Linked DNA regions of Oryctolagus cuniculus: region 1 is linked to region 2. A link is a contact called in public Hi-C data. All regions are on one chromosome and are shown on one strand. The core of a region is the stretch at or near the end of the contact, and the rest is flanking DNA. Distances in the headings are between cores, read along the strand shown. Region 1 overlaps GCM1 (glial cells missing transcription factor 1). Region 2 has its middle 6.3 kb from the start of ELOVL5.

Region 1 (6,517 bases), core at 3,066-5,565, 170 kb before region 2:
CAGTGAGCTTGAGACTGGCGTCTCTGCAGCAGCAGTGACTGGCCACCAGGTGGCAGCCCTGTCTTTTAGGGTGTTTCACAGCCACAGTTCCTCACAGGGCCAACAGGGGGCAGGGCTCTTGCAGCAAGGTTTCCTAAGAGGCAGCAGATGATTAGTTAGCGACTCTGTCTACAGAGCAGTTTTATTACATTGCTGCTGTGATAAGAGTCAACAAATATTTGAGTAAGTCAACTCTGGTCAATCATTAAGATCTCTCCTGTGAATACACCTCCCTGCCTGGGTCGTCACTTTTCAAATCCATGGGCATAAACGTTATTGTGTATTTCCCTAGTGTGTTCACTCAAACTCTCCAAGGCAACTATTTTACACTTTCAACTCGCTCTGCAGAGCTCACACAGCTCACCCTGCCCGTGGTCCTGCTCCCTAACACCGACAGAACTTCCACGATGTGACGTCCCTATCACATCTGCACCCTTCCGGTCCGCGTCTCTGCTTGTAAACCACCCTTCCTGTGTCCTACACAGGAGCTCTCATCACCACAGGAACACGACTCCACCAACTGTCCACCTTCTCTCCGCACATCATCAATTTTCTTCCCTACTGGTTATTTCCATCAGCACATAAACCTGCTCCTATCTCTCCCATCACTACTTACAATCCCTCATTGGCCCTGTTTCTCTATTTCTTCTTCCAGTTTTGCAGACTCTGATTCATGCTGGTTCAAAGCCCTTCCTGCTATTATTGGGTGTACCCAATGCATGGAGGCGTTTGCTCAGGCCAAAGAAACTCCTCCTGACCTGCACATCACCTTAATCCGTCGGTCACTTGTATCCTCAACTGTATCTGCAGACAACACTGGAATCAGCAGATCGCTTGCTTCTACTAGAAACAGTTTTCTATGGACTCTCAGGGTACAGCCATCTGGTTTCTGCTCCTCCTTTCTTAGTCCTATAGATTCTGCCTTTTCTATCCAATCCAGCATTGCCTGGTATTCCAAGGCACATTCCTTGCACTTTTTTCTTTGTTGTAAACAATTATCTAATTATTTACTTGAGAGGCAGAGGCAGAGGCAGAGAGAGAGCAAGCCAGAGCAAGAAAGAACATTCCCATCCTCTGGTTCATTCCCCAGATGCCTGCAACAGTCCCAGGTTAAACATTGAAGTTGGTATCAGGAATGCAATCCAGATCTCCCATATGGGTGGCAGGAACCAAATTACTTGAGCCATCATTGCTGCCTCCCAGGGTCTGCACTGACAGGAAGTTGGAGTCATGAACAGAGCTGGGTACTGAACACAAAATTGGATGTGGGCATCCTCTAGTCTGTTGACTTTGCCACTTTGAAAATTTCCAAGTTTTTGTCTCTAGCTTGGTCTTGTCCCTTGAGCACCATAGGCTAATATCCAATTACTCAATGTCTCCATGTGACTGACACCCATACTGACAACCTCCTATTCCACTGCTCTGTCCAGTCTTCCAGTCCCAATTAACGGAAACCCCATCCTTCCGGTTTCTCAGGCCAAAATCATTGCAGTCATCACCAATGTCTTCCTTTTTTTCATAACCCACATCTAATTCCACAGGAAATCCTGTTGGCCCTATCTTCAAAATATCTCAGGATGCTGACCACATCTCACCACTGCCACTTGAGCTAAACCACCATCATTTCCCCCCAGCTTACTCCACAGCCTCCCAGCTGGTCTCTCTGCTGTCATGTGTGTGCTCAAACAGTTCATTCTCAACACAGTGATCAACAGGATTCTTTAAGTTTACCTTTAAAGATTTATTTGCAAGGCAGAGCGACACACAGAGAGAGGGAGAAACCGAGACAGAGATCTTCCATCCTCTGGTTCACTTTCCAAATTGTCATAATAGCCAGGCTGGGCCAAGAGCTCCAACCAGATCTTCCACGTGGGTGGCAGGGGCACAAGCACTTGGGTCATCTTCCACTGTCTTCCCAGGCCATTAGCAGGGAACTGGAATGGAAACAGAGTACTGGGAACTTAAACTGACACTGATACAAAACAGAGGTATCACAAGTTGAGGCTTAAGCAGTGGCATTGGCCCTGGATTATTCTTTAAGATTTATTTATTTGAGAAGCAGTGTTACAGAGGGAGAGAGAGGTTTTCCATCACTAGTTCTGAACCTCTCTCTCCCTCTGTAACTCTGCTTCTCAAATAAATAACTCAAATAAATAAATAAATAAGTAAATGGCCCAAATGGCCACAATGGCTGGAGCTGGGCTGATTTGAAGCCAGGAGCCAGGAGCTTCTTTCGGGCCTCTCACATGGGTGCAAAGGCCCAAGGACTTGAGCCATCTTCCACTGCTTTCCCAGGCCATAGCAGGGAGGTAGATCAGAAGTAGAACAGCCAGGACATGAACCAGTGCCCAATGGGATGCCTGCACCGCAGGCTGAGGTTTAACCTGCTATGCCACAGCACTGCCTCCCACCTGAATTTTTTTTTTAAAAGTCAGATCATATCACTCCTCTGCTCAAACTCTCCAAGGGCTCCGACTTTGTTCAGAACAAAATCCAGAATCTTTACAAAGGCACTCAAGGCTCCAGACCAGCACGGTCCAGCAGAAATAGAATGTGAGCCACCTGTGGCTGTTTAAATTGAGTCAACAGAAATAAACGAGATGAACTTGAATAGCATTGTTTTATTTAACCCAGTGTCTCTAAAATATTATTTCAGCATGGAATCAAAATGATAATTGAGATATTTGTTGCTTGTTTTCCTTCACAGTCTTTGAAACGCTCTGAGACATTTCATCTCACAGCACAGCCGGAGGAGGACAAACTGCATTTTAAGCGCTCTACAGCTGCATGTGGCTGGAGGTGGACCATGTCTCTCACCTTGCCTCCTGCAACCCTCGGCCTTGCCTGTCTGTCCAGGTGTGCTGGAGCTGCAGGAGCACAGCCTTCTTTACCCTTCCCCCCGCCCATAGCCACAAGACACCTGGTTCACACCCCTCATCTTGGCCCACATAGCCAACTCATTTAAGTGGTAACCACCCCAGTTCCCATTCTGAAATTCCCAGTTCTTCCTACTTCTTCCTTCCCATCTCTCCCAACAGTTATCACTCTCTGAAAGATTATAGAGGAGCTCTTTATTTTTTCAAACTCATGGTAAACTCTACAGGGCAGATGTCTACTTGGTTCACTGACATGGGCCCAGCACTGCCCAGGACATAGTAGGCCCTCAACAAACACTTCTGACTAAATGAATTAGGAGATTAAGTCAATCTTCCCCGGGAGAGCTTTCTGGGCAGAGAGCCAGCAGCTTGCAGAACATCAGCTGTGACCTTGGAGGGAGTGAAATGGGAGCTATTTCATCCGTTAGCAATCACAGCAAGAAAGACCAAACTAGAGTCAATGCACCAAGCATTTTCTTTGTCCCCTGTGTGCAGGGCCATGGGCTTTGCCCAGGCAGCGGGAACAGTCACTGGGACACAGCTGCATCTTCAGGCCAGCTCTGTTTTCCCTTTGCACACTCCAGATCCTAGACCCCGTGCTAATGGGCTGAAATCGACAGAGAATGATTCCAATATTGTGGAAAGAAGAACTTTGGAATAATCAATACCATGATGACCCCTAAATCTAGAAAGAACCATTGCTGTGAAAAGTCTGGCTCTGGGTGAGAAGTTAGGTAAACTTCGGGTTTTGACATCAGATAGCCTGGGTTTGAAGTCTTATCTCATCCATTAACCTGCTTTTGTTTAGTTTTTTGCATATCTGTCACTTTTTTTTCCCCAGAATGTTGCCTATTCCAAAGGATTTTTTCCAGGGTCTAATAAGATAATGTATGTAAAAATTATCTTTCATAGGAGTTGACTTAAAATGGAGAGTAAACAATAAACTTGATTGGAAAATATTTTCCTAGGTTCCAAGATTTCCAAATTAAAAAAAAAAAAAAGATTTTCCTTTAGAACAAAAAACTCTAAAACGGCTTCCATCATGCGCTCACTACTTGCCATCTGTTTCCCTGTAGGTAAAAGGAACAGGCCAAGTGTCAGCTGCTGTGTTACTTAATCTCTGCTGAAGCTCTCTCATTCACTGGAGGAACCCAAGTCAGAAATGCTAATGCCTCAGGCTACACATCTGGGAGAGTGGCCCAAGCTACCCTGGGAGAGTCCGAAGGTTTCCTTTCGCTGTTCTCCGATTTATTCACTCGGAAAATATTTACTGAGCCCCTCGCTGTGCCAAGTGCGCTGGGGGAACTGAGGACACAGCTGCGAGCTAACACTGCCCTGGCCCCGGGGAACTTTCACCCACTCCCTGCAGTTACCCTTGCCTTCCCTCATCAGGATGTCCCTGGACACTGCTGGCTCCCAGCTTCCCTACTGAGTCTGCAGCCTTTTCATGAGCTTACATTTTAGAACCATGCAAACAGCCTACAGAAAGAACTCGGAAATCATCATTTCCCATCTCTATGTGATGCCGAGATGGATCTTACTTTTCCTTGAGAAGTAGCCACATCTCTTGGTGAGGGTGAGCAGCCTGCAGAGCAGACTGATTTGAAAACCTGACTATTCTACAGCCTCTGCCATGTCCTCCTTTGATTGTTTATGTCGAATATCCCAGTCTAGTGAGTGCAGAATCTGTGATTATAATGTTTGTTTATGCCTTTCCTTCCTGAAGGGTCTGATCCTACTCACCTGCTCACCTGAGCAGGACACCTGACTTCTCTTTAGCCCAACTTCACAGCACCAACCATATATATCCAATGCATATTTTAAAGGCTCAACCCTCCCCCTTTCTCTATTTATACTCATTTTACAAAACAAAAAAGCAAAAACATATCCTAAAGTATTTTATAAGATTATGAAGCCTGGGGCCAGAGCTGTGGCATAGTGGGTTAAGCTGCCGCCTGCAGCGCTGGCATCCCATATGGGCACCAGTTGCAATCCCAGCTACTCCACTTCTGATCCAGCTCCCTGCCAATGTGGCTGGGAAAGCAGTGGAAGATGGTTCAAGTGCTTGGGCTCCTACAACCACATAGGAGACCCCAATGAAGCTCCTGGCTCCTGGCTTAGGTCTGGCCCAGCCCTGTACATTGCAGCCATTTGGGGAATGAACAAATAGATGGAAGACCTCTCTTTCTCCCTCTGCTTCTCCCTCTCTGTAACTCTACTCAAATTAATGAATCAATCTTTAAAAAACAAACAAAAAAAACCTACAACTTATCCAATCACAGTTTATATGACATCATAACATACAAAGAGAGTTAACAATCCAGTCTCCTCTAACTACATATGACTTGGAAATAAGCAACGAAACCAAGAACCAGCTACCTGGAATGTTGTATCTTCATGTTTGGAATAAAAAAGGCTCCAAGACTAGAAGAGGAAGGTGCTTCAAGTGTTTTAAACATTTTCATATTGGGGCCGGCACTGTGGCATAGTGGGTAAAGCTGCCGCCTGCAGCACCGGCATCCCATATGGGCGCCGGTTCGAGTCCCAGCTGTTCTACTTCTGATCCAGCGCTCTGCTATGGTGTAGGAAAGCAGTAGAAGACGACCCAAGTCCTTGGGCCCCTGCACCCGTGTGGGAGACCCGGAAGAACTCCTGGCTTCAGATCGGCCCAGCTCCGGCCATTGAGGCCATCTGTGGAGTGAAACAGCAGATGGAAGACCTCTCTCTCTCTCTTTCTCCAACTCTGCCTCTCTGTAACTCTGTCTTTCAAATAAAGAAAATAAATCTTAAAAAAAAAAAAAACACTTTCCTATTAAGGTGTACCAAATGGGATGGAGATAGGCTGATTTGGCTGGTTTTGCCACTCTCTACAGGATTGGGGACAATAGAACCGTTGGTCGGAAATTTGTTAGCCTAACATTCCAGATTGCTGTAAAAGACCTTTCTAGTCTCTGCAGTTTCCATGTCACCCTAGACAGGAACATATATTTTTGTAATTTGTATATACATACATATTTGAAAGAGAGACAAAGAGAGCTCCTATCCATTAGTTTACTCCCCAGATGTCTAATAGCTTGGGTTGAGCTAGGCCAAAGAGCAGAGCCCAGAACTCAATCTAAGTCACCCTCATGGGTGGCAGGGACCCAAATACTTGAGCTATGACTTGCTGCCTCTCAGGGTACACATTAGGAGGAAGCTGGGACTGGGAATGGAGCTGGCACTGGAACCCAGGTACTCTAAGAGTGTCACTGAGTGTCCAAGCAGCACCTTAACCTTAGACCAAAAGCTTGGGTTTGGAACACTCCTAATGATTTTTATTTCATGTCCCAATGTAACACTATTCATACAGTAAACACACAATTGTTTAGTCATTGTGTGGCATGATCCATACACTATCCACGTAGGACCTCTCTGAACTCTGTTCCTTGAATTCCTCACCTGCAGTGAGTTTGTCTTCTGCCCCTTGCCACCCACTCACCCTCATGGCTGGACCCCAGCCCCTTGTCATGACCAGTGACCATAACTGCTCATACTCCAGTGCCAACTGTTGCCTCCTTGCCTTCCACCTTGTGACTTTCAAGCACCCCCTTTCTGGCAACACT
Region 2 (7,456 bases), core at 4,507-7,006:
TTCTACCTTTGCCTTCTACAGTCTTGGCTCACACCAGCAGTCAGAGTGATCCTTTTGCAAACCAAAGCCAAATTATGGCACATGTCTGTTTACCACCATCTATCAACTTCACATCCCATGGAGAGGAACAGTCAAATCTTTACAATGGTCTATAAGATCCTTCATGACTTAGCACCTTGCCATTTCTCTGGCCTTCTAAAGCTTCCCTGTTTTCCATCCACAATGACCTCTTTCTTATTCCTTGAACACCTGACTGCCTCAAGGACTATGCACTTACTAGTCCCTCAGGCCTCGAATGATCTAACCCAGAAACCTCCAAGATTAATATCTTTTGTTTCATTCTGTTCTCTGCATAAATGTCATCTCAGAGACTTTTCCGCTCTTCAGTTTTGCAACACCTCCCTCCCTGTCTCCCACATTGTAGAGATCTTTCACTCTGCTTAAGTTTTCTCCTTAGCATTTAATTCATATTATGGAAAAATCTATGTAAGGATTTAATGTTTTTGCACCAAAAGACACATATTTTCATTACATTTTCCCTCAAATGTTGGAAATCCTCTTGTATTACAGATTTACTTGTTAATATTTATCATCTCCTCCTTCCCCCACCCCAGTAAGCTGAGGGCACAAACTTTGCTTTGATCACTCTGTACGTCCAGACTTAGAGCACTGCCTGGCACCTAGTAAGAGCTAAATAAATATTGAATGGCTAGCAAATGAGTGAATAGAAAAGTTAAGTGCAAATCAGTAAAATACGTTTTTTTTTAAGGTACCGTTTGGTCAAAACTTGTCAAAGAGAAGAAAATATCAACTATAATAATTTGAAAAGTATTATCTATCGGTATCATGTTAATGAAAGTAAATTTCTCTTCCATCTTCCTGAAATATTAAAATCTGAAGAATTAACTTGTACCAAGAAAGTTAACCTTTTTAAGTGCTGTGAATAAAGACTGTGATTACAGTTATGATGAAAAGGAAACATTAGGTTTTAAATTGCGTGGGTTTGAGCTATCTTATTCTCTCTATAAATGCACTAGTTATCTTGAATACCAAGGACTTTCTCTAGAAATACAAATTATGGTGATATTTATTTTGATGATAAATAAAATTTGGTACCAATTCTTTCCTTTTTGGCTACTTATAAGTTCCTAAAATTTCATTTTATTCTTTCAACACCAAAATGAGATAAGAATATGGAGCTGAAGAAGAGTTAAGGGGTATACCTGAGACTATAAAGCCAATTAGTGCAGAATTAAGACTTGAACTAAAGTCTGTTCTCAACTACTTCAAATGCTAAGTTATGCTAAAGATAACATTTTAAACAAAGACAGACTCAACATTGCTGCTTGTCAGAACTTTTGTAACTTACTTATTCCATTCTATAGCATATTAATGAGCTAAATATTTTTAGGACATAGATAATTAAAATTTTAGCCAAAAGCCAGCAGTGCAGAGCTGGCAAAAAAGGAGCATGTTTGGATAAGGAGCATGTTTGGCTGAATTAATATATTCTGAAAGTAGTTTATTAGATGTTGGAACTGATGATACAGTACAGAATATGCTTTGCCCTAATCCTATCATTTATAAAACTGGTTCTCAAAAAAAATTAGTCATAAGTGATTGTCATTTTAGAACATGTGATGTTTTAATTATCTGTATAAGGAACCACAAAAGACCTTGTTTTTGTGCACTTGCAGTATTAGGCATGCTGTTACATATCAAACTTTTTTTTAAAGATTTATTTATTTTAGCCGGCGCCGCGGCTCACTAGGCTAATCCTCCGCCTCACGGTGCCGGCACACCGGGTTCTAGTCCCGGTCGGGGCGCCGGATTCTGTCCCGGTTGCCCCTCTTCCAGGCCAGCTCTCTGCTGTGGCCCGGGAGTGCAGTGGAGGATGGCCCAAGTACTTGGGCCCTGCACCCCATGGGAGACCAGGAGAAGTACCTGGCTCCTGCCTTCGGATCAGCGCGGTGCGCCAGCCACAGCGTGCCAGCCACAGCAGCCATTGGAGGGTGAACCAATGGCAAAGGAAGGCCTTTCTCTCTGTCTCTCTCTCTCACTGTCCACTCTGCCTGTCAAACAAACAAACAAACAAACAAAAAAAGAGATTTATTTATTTTTATTTGAAAGGCAGATTTACAGAGAAGCAGAGGCAGAGAGAGAGAGAGGTCTTCCATCCACTGGTTCACTCCTCAAGTGGCTACAATGGCTGGAACTGAACTGATCCGAAGCCAGGAGCCAGAGCTTCCTCTGGGTCTCCCATGTGCGTACAGGGTCCCAAGGACTTGGGCCACCTTCTACTGCTTTCCCAGGCCATAGTGGAGAGCTGGATCGGAAGTGGAGGAGCCAATAGTCAAACCGGCACCCATATGGGATGCCAGCACTGCAAGTGGCAGATTTACCCACTATGCCACAGCACTGGCCCCAGTATCAGAAACTTTTAGTACAACTTCTTTTCACAATCTTAGGTTCACCTTTTGCTAAGAGTGACTGTGTCTTAAGGCTCCAATTCTACAAGTTTGTGTTTAGTTTAATTACTTTTGAAAATTATTGTTTGGCATTCGTATATGTCTTTATGTGGGGTTCATTCAGTTAATTCCCTTGGATTAAACAGCATTGCAGTGTTGACTTCTAATTTGAATGGCTAAATGATATGCTGCCCTGTATCAAATGTATTTCTATAGAATGCTTATAAAATTTAAAAGTTGTCAGATACCCTAGGAGCATAACATTGGGGCAGCTTTAGACTGACATCTGGAAAATGCAGAATACAATATGTCATTGCTTTTATTTCTTGTTGGTACATAAAATTAACTTCTGAGTCTTGATCTACATTTAACCATTTTTCTATTCACCTCCTCACACTTGTTACTTTCCAGAATGTGATCTAGAACAAAATGTTTTCCTTCTCCCTCCCATGATCAGAGCACTCTGAAGGTTTTTATTTCACGTATAATTGATTGCTTTTTATTTCACTTATAATACTGATTGTTTATACCTATCTTCCCAAAATCAAAGGCATTCATATTTGTTATCTCTACGATGGTGCTGTGTTAGGGACATAGTGAACATTCAATAACTGTTTATTGAACTGGACTCTCAGAGGCTGTTTACGTTCTGTATGATAATGATAGCTAACAAAACACTGCAGGCTGTTTTCAGGATATGCCAGGACTTTTGAAGTCCCACATTCAGATCATCAGTGTATTGTGCTGTGATGATGTGGCAGGCGACTTCTGACACCTGATATCCATGCCCGTGGGCTGAACCTAGCAACCGGCTTGGAAACAAATGGAATGTCAGTTTCTAGACTAGGTTAGAAAAGAAGGTAATTTCTATCTAACTGGCATTCTCTTCATAGCTTCTTGCCTGGAAAAATGCCATATTGGAGATGTCCATATGGCTGGCAAGGAACTAAGGTTGGCCTCCTACTAACAGACAGACAACTAGGAAACTGAGGTCCTCAATCTAATATCCTGTGAGGTCTGAATCCACACAAGTGAACGCGCAAATGAATCTTTCCCAGTAGACCCTTGTGATGATTACAACCCCTGTTGACACCTTGACAGTAGTCTGTGAGAACCAATTATTCACCTGCAGAAACTTTGAGATAAAAAGACATTTCAAGTCATTAATTTTATGGATAATTTATTATGTAGGAAAAGCTAACATTAAAACTTTAACTTTGGGGCTGGCAACTGGCCACTGCCTGCGATGCCATGATCACTTTTGGAGTCCCGGCCACCCCACTTCTGATCCAGCTCCCTGCTAATGTACCTGGGAAAGCAGAAGATGGTCCAAGTGTTTGGGCCCCTGCACCCATGGGCAAGACCCAGATGGAATTCTAAACTCCTTGCTTTCCACCTGGCCCAGCCTGACTGTTGTGACCATTTGGGGAATGAGCCAGTGGATGGAAGATCTCTCTCTGTCTCTCCCTCTCTCTGTAAATCTGAATTTCAAGTAAATAAATAATCTTTTTTTAAAAAACTTTATGAAATAGAACCAAAGACAGAAAAACTGAAATAAAAGTTTATTTACATTACTTGTCACAGCAATCAACAATATTGATAACTGTGTCAATATTCCAGTTACAAAAATTTGCCTTTCCCAAGTATATTTTTCTTATATCAGAGAAGATTGGCACACAGGTTGCCCTCTTTCATAAGAGGGATTGAGCAAGGCCAGCCACTTTGAAAACAAATTGAGCTCCTTCTTTATTGATCAAGGAAATTTATTGGGAAGGCACCTGCGTTTCCCAATCCATGTTCCCCAGCATTGGTAAACATTTCATCTATTACTTTGAATTAAGTCATTGCAGGTTACTATTATAACACATAAATACACACATGTCTTATGGGGAAGAATAATGCACCATGTTTGCATTCGCTAATGGGCAGGTGCAGTTTATTGGATCAGCCAACTCAGAAGCAACTAGGCCGAGCCAGCGTTGTGACGCAGTAGGTTAACCCTCCGCCTGCGGTGCTGGCATCCCATATGGGCTCAGGTTCTAGTTCTGGCTACTCTTCTTCCTATCCAGCTCTCTGCTGTAGCCTGGGAAAGCAGTAGAAGATGGCCCAAGTCCTTGGGCCCCTGCACCCACTTGGGAGACCTGGAAGAAGCTCCTGGCTCCGGATCGGCCCAGCTCCCACCGTTGCGGCCATTTGAGAATGAACCAGTGGATGGAAGATCTCTCTCTCTGTTTCTCCCTCTCATTGTAACTCTACCTGTCAAATAGATAAACAAAATCTTGTGCTCGCTTTGGCAGCACATATACTAAAACTGGAACGATAAATGAATAAAATCTTTTTTAGAAAGAAGTAACTATGCTTTGGAAGCCTGGAAAGCTGCCTTGAGGTTTAATAATCAAGAAAAATTCCCAAGGAGTAGGGACATAGGATGTATAGGGCAAGCACAAAAGGATCGAAGTAACTTTCAGGAAACATTCGGGAATGCAGTATTTCATTTCAAAATGATCCTCAGTACCTAGCGGAAATCTGGAAGTCAGTTGGATGCTAAGTACATGGTTACTGACTATGCTCAGGGGATCTGTTCTATGCCAGGAATTAAGACGATAAAATTATAATACATGGTAAAAAGTCGTGAGCCTTAGGAAGTGCAAAAAAAAGCTCTCTGGGAATTCAGACGTGGGAGAGATGAGGAAATGACTCTGAGGTGGCAGGGCCTTCGGCGGGGCTACAAGTCATCTTTGCCTGGGGGGTCTTTTCCTAGTCACACTGCCCCTTAGTCCCATTTCCTCAGCTCACAGCACTCCCCACAGCCGGTGCCCGCAGGGTACCAAACACAGACACGCACGTGAACCGCAGCTGCCCCTGGGACGAGCCCGGCCATCTCTGCGCCCCGCGCTTCCAGAGCCCGGGACGCAGCCACAGGGGCACGGGTTCCCTTAGGCCCCGGCCCCCGGGCGCGAGCGACTTCCCTGTGCACCTAGGTCCTCCGCCCCCAGTGCAAAGGCTGGGCCCCCGACCCACACACCACGCCAGCCTCGCACCCGCGCCCACCTACGCGGCCCTGCCCTGCCCTCCCCTCGCGGGGAACCCGGACCGTTAGCCGCCCGCGCCCGAGGGCGTTGCCGCCACCCGCGAGCCCTCCGCGGCCCCGCCCCGCCTCCTCGCTCACCCCTCCCCCTCCCCGCCGCGGTCACCCCATTCATCCCGCGGCCGCAGCCACCAATCACCGCGCACCATCGGCGCCGCATCTGGCGATGGGGCGGGGCTTCGCGAGGCGCGCGCTCGCTCCCTCCCCGCCCCGCCCGGCGCTCGCGGCCAGGCCGGGTCATTCCCGGGCAATGACCGGACCTCGTCCCCGCGCTGACCCTGCGAGCGACGTGGGGGTGGGAGCGGGGGCAAATGAACCAGGGGGAGCAGAGTTGTGTGGGATCCCAAGGCAGATGCCGGCCTGAGGGAAGAATGGAAAGCGGCCTTGACTCCCTCCCGGTGGTCCCACGCCAGTGAGACCCCAGAGTCCAGGCTGGAACGCGGGGCGCCCCGGGTCTGGAGACGCAACTCAGGGGAAGTCGGCGGGACGGCAGAAGAGGCAGTACGAAAATATGTCCCTGTGGGCAGCTCGGCCAAGGCCTGGTGCTCTGGAGGGCCACTGGAGAGAAGCCTCCAAGTCTTAACTCATCTTTATCATCCCCGCTGAGCCTTGCCAGATAAACTGGGCTAACCCTTGCGTGGCTGCCGCCCGGGGCGAGGGTGGAACAGTGACAGGCGGCTCCCGTTGAGGTTAAATATATATATACATACATACATACATATATATGATTTTTGTGCTCTCACAAATTTGTGACGTTGACACTCTTTCTCCTGGTGTACTTTACAAACGGGCTGATATTTTTTTTTCTACTGAGCCATCTTCCATGAAGGCTGACTCACCAGAGAGGGTAAGAAAAGGAAACCTAGTGGTTTTTCTGTTGGCACCGAGGTCATACACTGCCTTCCCCCACCCACCCTGCAAGTTCCTTGTAAACCTTAGAGGCACCGAAAGCAGTTTTTTCACCCATGGCTGTTAGATTTTTCACTTCTGGTTCAATCCTCCCAACGTGTCTGGAGGGTCAGATGTAGAAACAGGCCCAGAGATTCTGGCCCAGGTCAGACGTGTAAGGAACCAAGCCTGGGCCCTTTCCACACCTCTTTGCCCCAGATCATGAAGTTTCAATCCACAACCAATGGAAGGGGGCAAAGGAATCCTGTACTGTTTGCAGTCCCTAGCAGAGGGATGGTGCGTCTAGCCGAGAGCAAGCTCTACTTGGAGACGGGTTTGCATTTCTTGACAACCACGTAAAGTACAGAGTTTGCATGTTAGGACATTTCCTTGAGGCCTCGACATGTGCCATATGGGTTGATGGCTTTGTAGCCCTAACCTGACCTAAAACAAAACCCCTTTGGGTGGTTGAGTTGCTGGAGGGCTGCCCAAGTCTTGTTCAGGCGCTTCAGCTTTTGAGGCAAGCAGAGAACAGAATAGTTTGATAAGGACAGTTAATTAGGTCACAAACTGTTTTGTAGTGAGACTGAGTAGCCAATTACAATGATACTTTTAATTCAATCTGATTTTTATTTTTTCAAAACTTTTTATTTATTTGAAAGGCAGAGAGAGAGAGAGAGAGAGAGCTTTCAAATGCTGGATCATTCCCCAAATGCCAGAGTTGGGCCAGTCATAAGCCAGGAGACCAGAATCCAATCTGGGTCTCCCACTTGGATAGCAGGGACTCAACTACTTGAGCCATTAACTAATCCAGTTTAACAGATTGGCCAGGGCAGGCGCTGTGGCAGTGGGTTAACGCTGACCTGAGGCACTGGCATCCCAGATGGGTGCCAGTTCAAGACCTGGCTGCTCTGCTTCCGATCCAGCTCTCTGCTGTGGCCTGGGAAAGCAGTGGAAGATGGCCCAAGTCCTTGGGACCCTGCACCCACGTGGGAGACCCGGGAAGAGGCTC

What was found. Hi-C and Micro-C count contacts between places; a contact is called where the count stands out from the background.
Region 1: a contact with region 2 is called in a Hi-C map of an unstated tissue, with 2.5 times the contacts expected there. The contact joins two enhancer-like sites.

What each region holds. Positions count from the first base shown.
Region 1 is chr5:116,597,244-116,603,760 of mOryCun1.1, reverse strand. All of the region lies in intron 1 of GCM1 (glial cells missing transcription factor 1), which reads right to left. Among named protein-coding and RNA genes, the nearest start is that of GCM1, 24 kb to the right of the region's middle. Within about 2 kb of position 4,315, at least 2 of the 8 cell types and tissues checked have an H3K27ac peak or open chromatin away from gene starts, as enhancers often do.
Region 2 is chr5:116,428,826-116,436,281 of mOryCun1.1, reverse strand. No RefSeq gene overlaps it. Among named protein-coding and RNA genes, the nearest start is that of ELOVL5, 6.3 kb to the left of the region's middle. Within about 2 kb of position 5,756, at least 8 of the 8 cell types and tissues checked have an H3K27ac peak or open chromatin away from gene starts, as enhancers often do.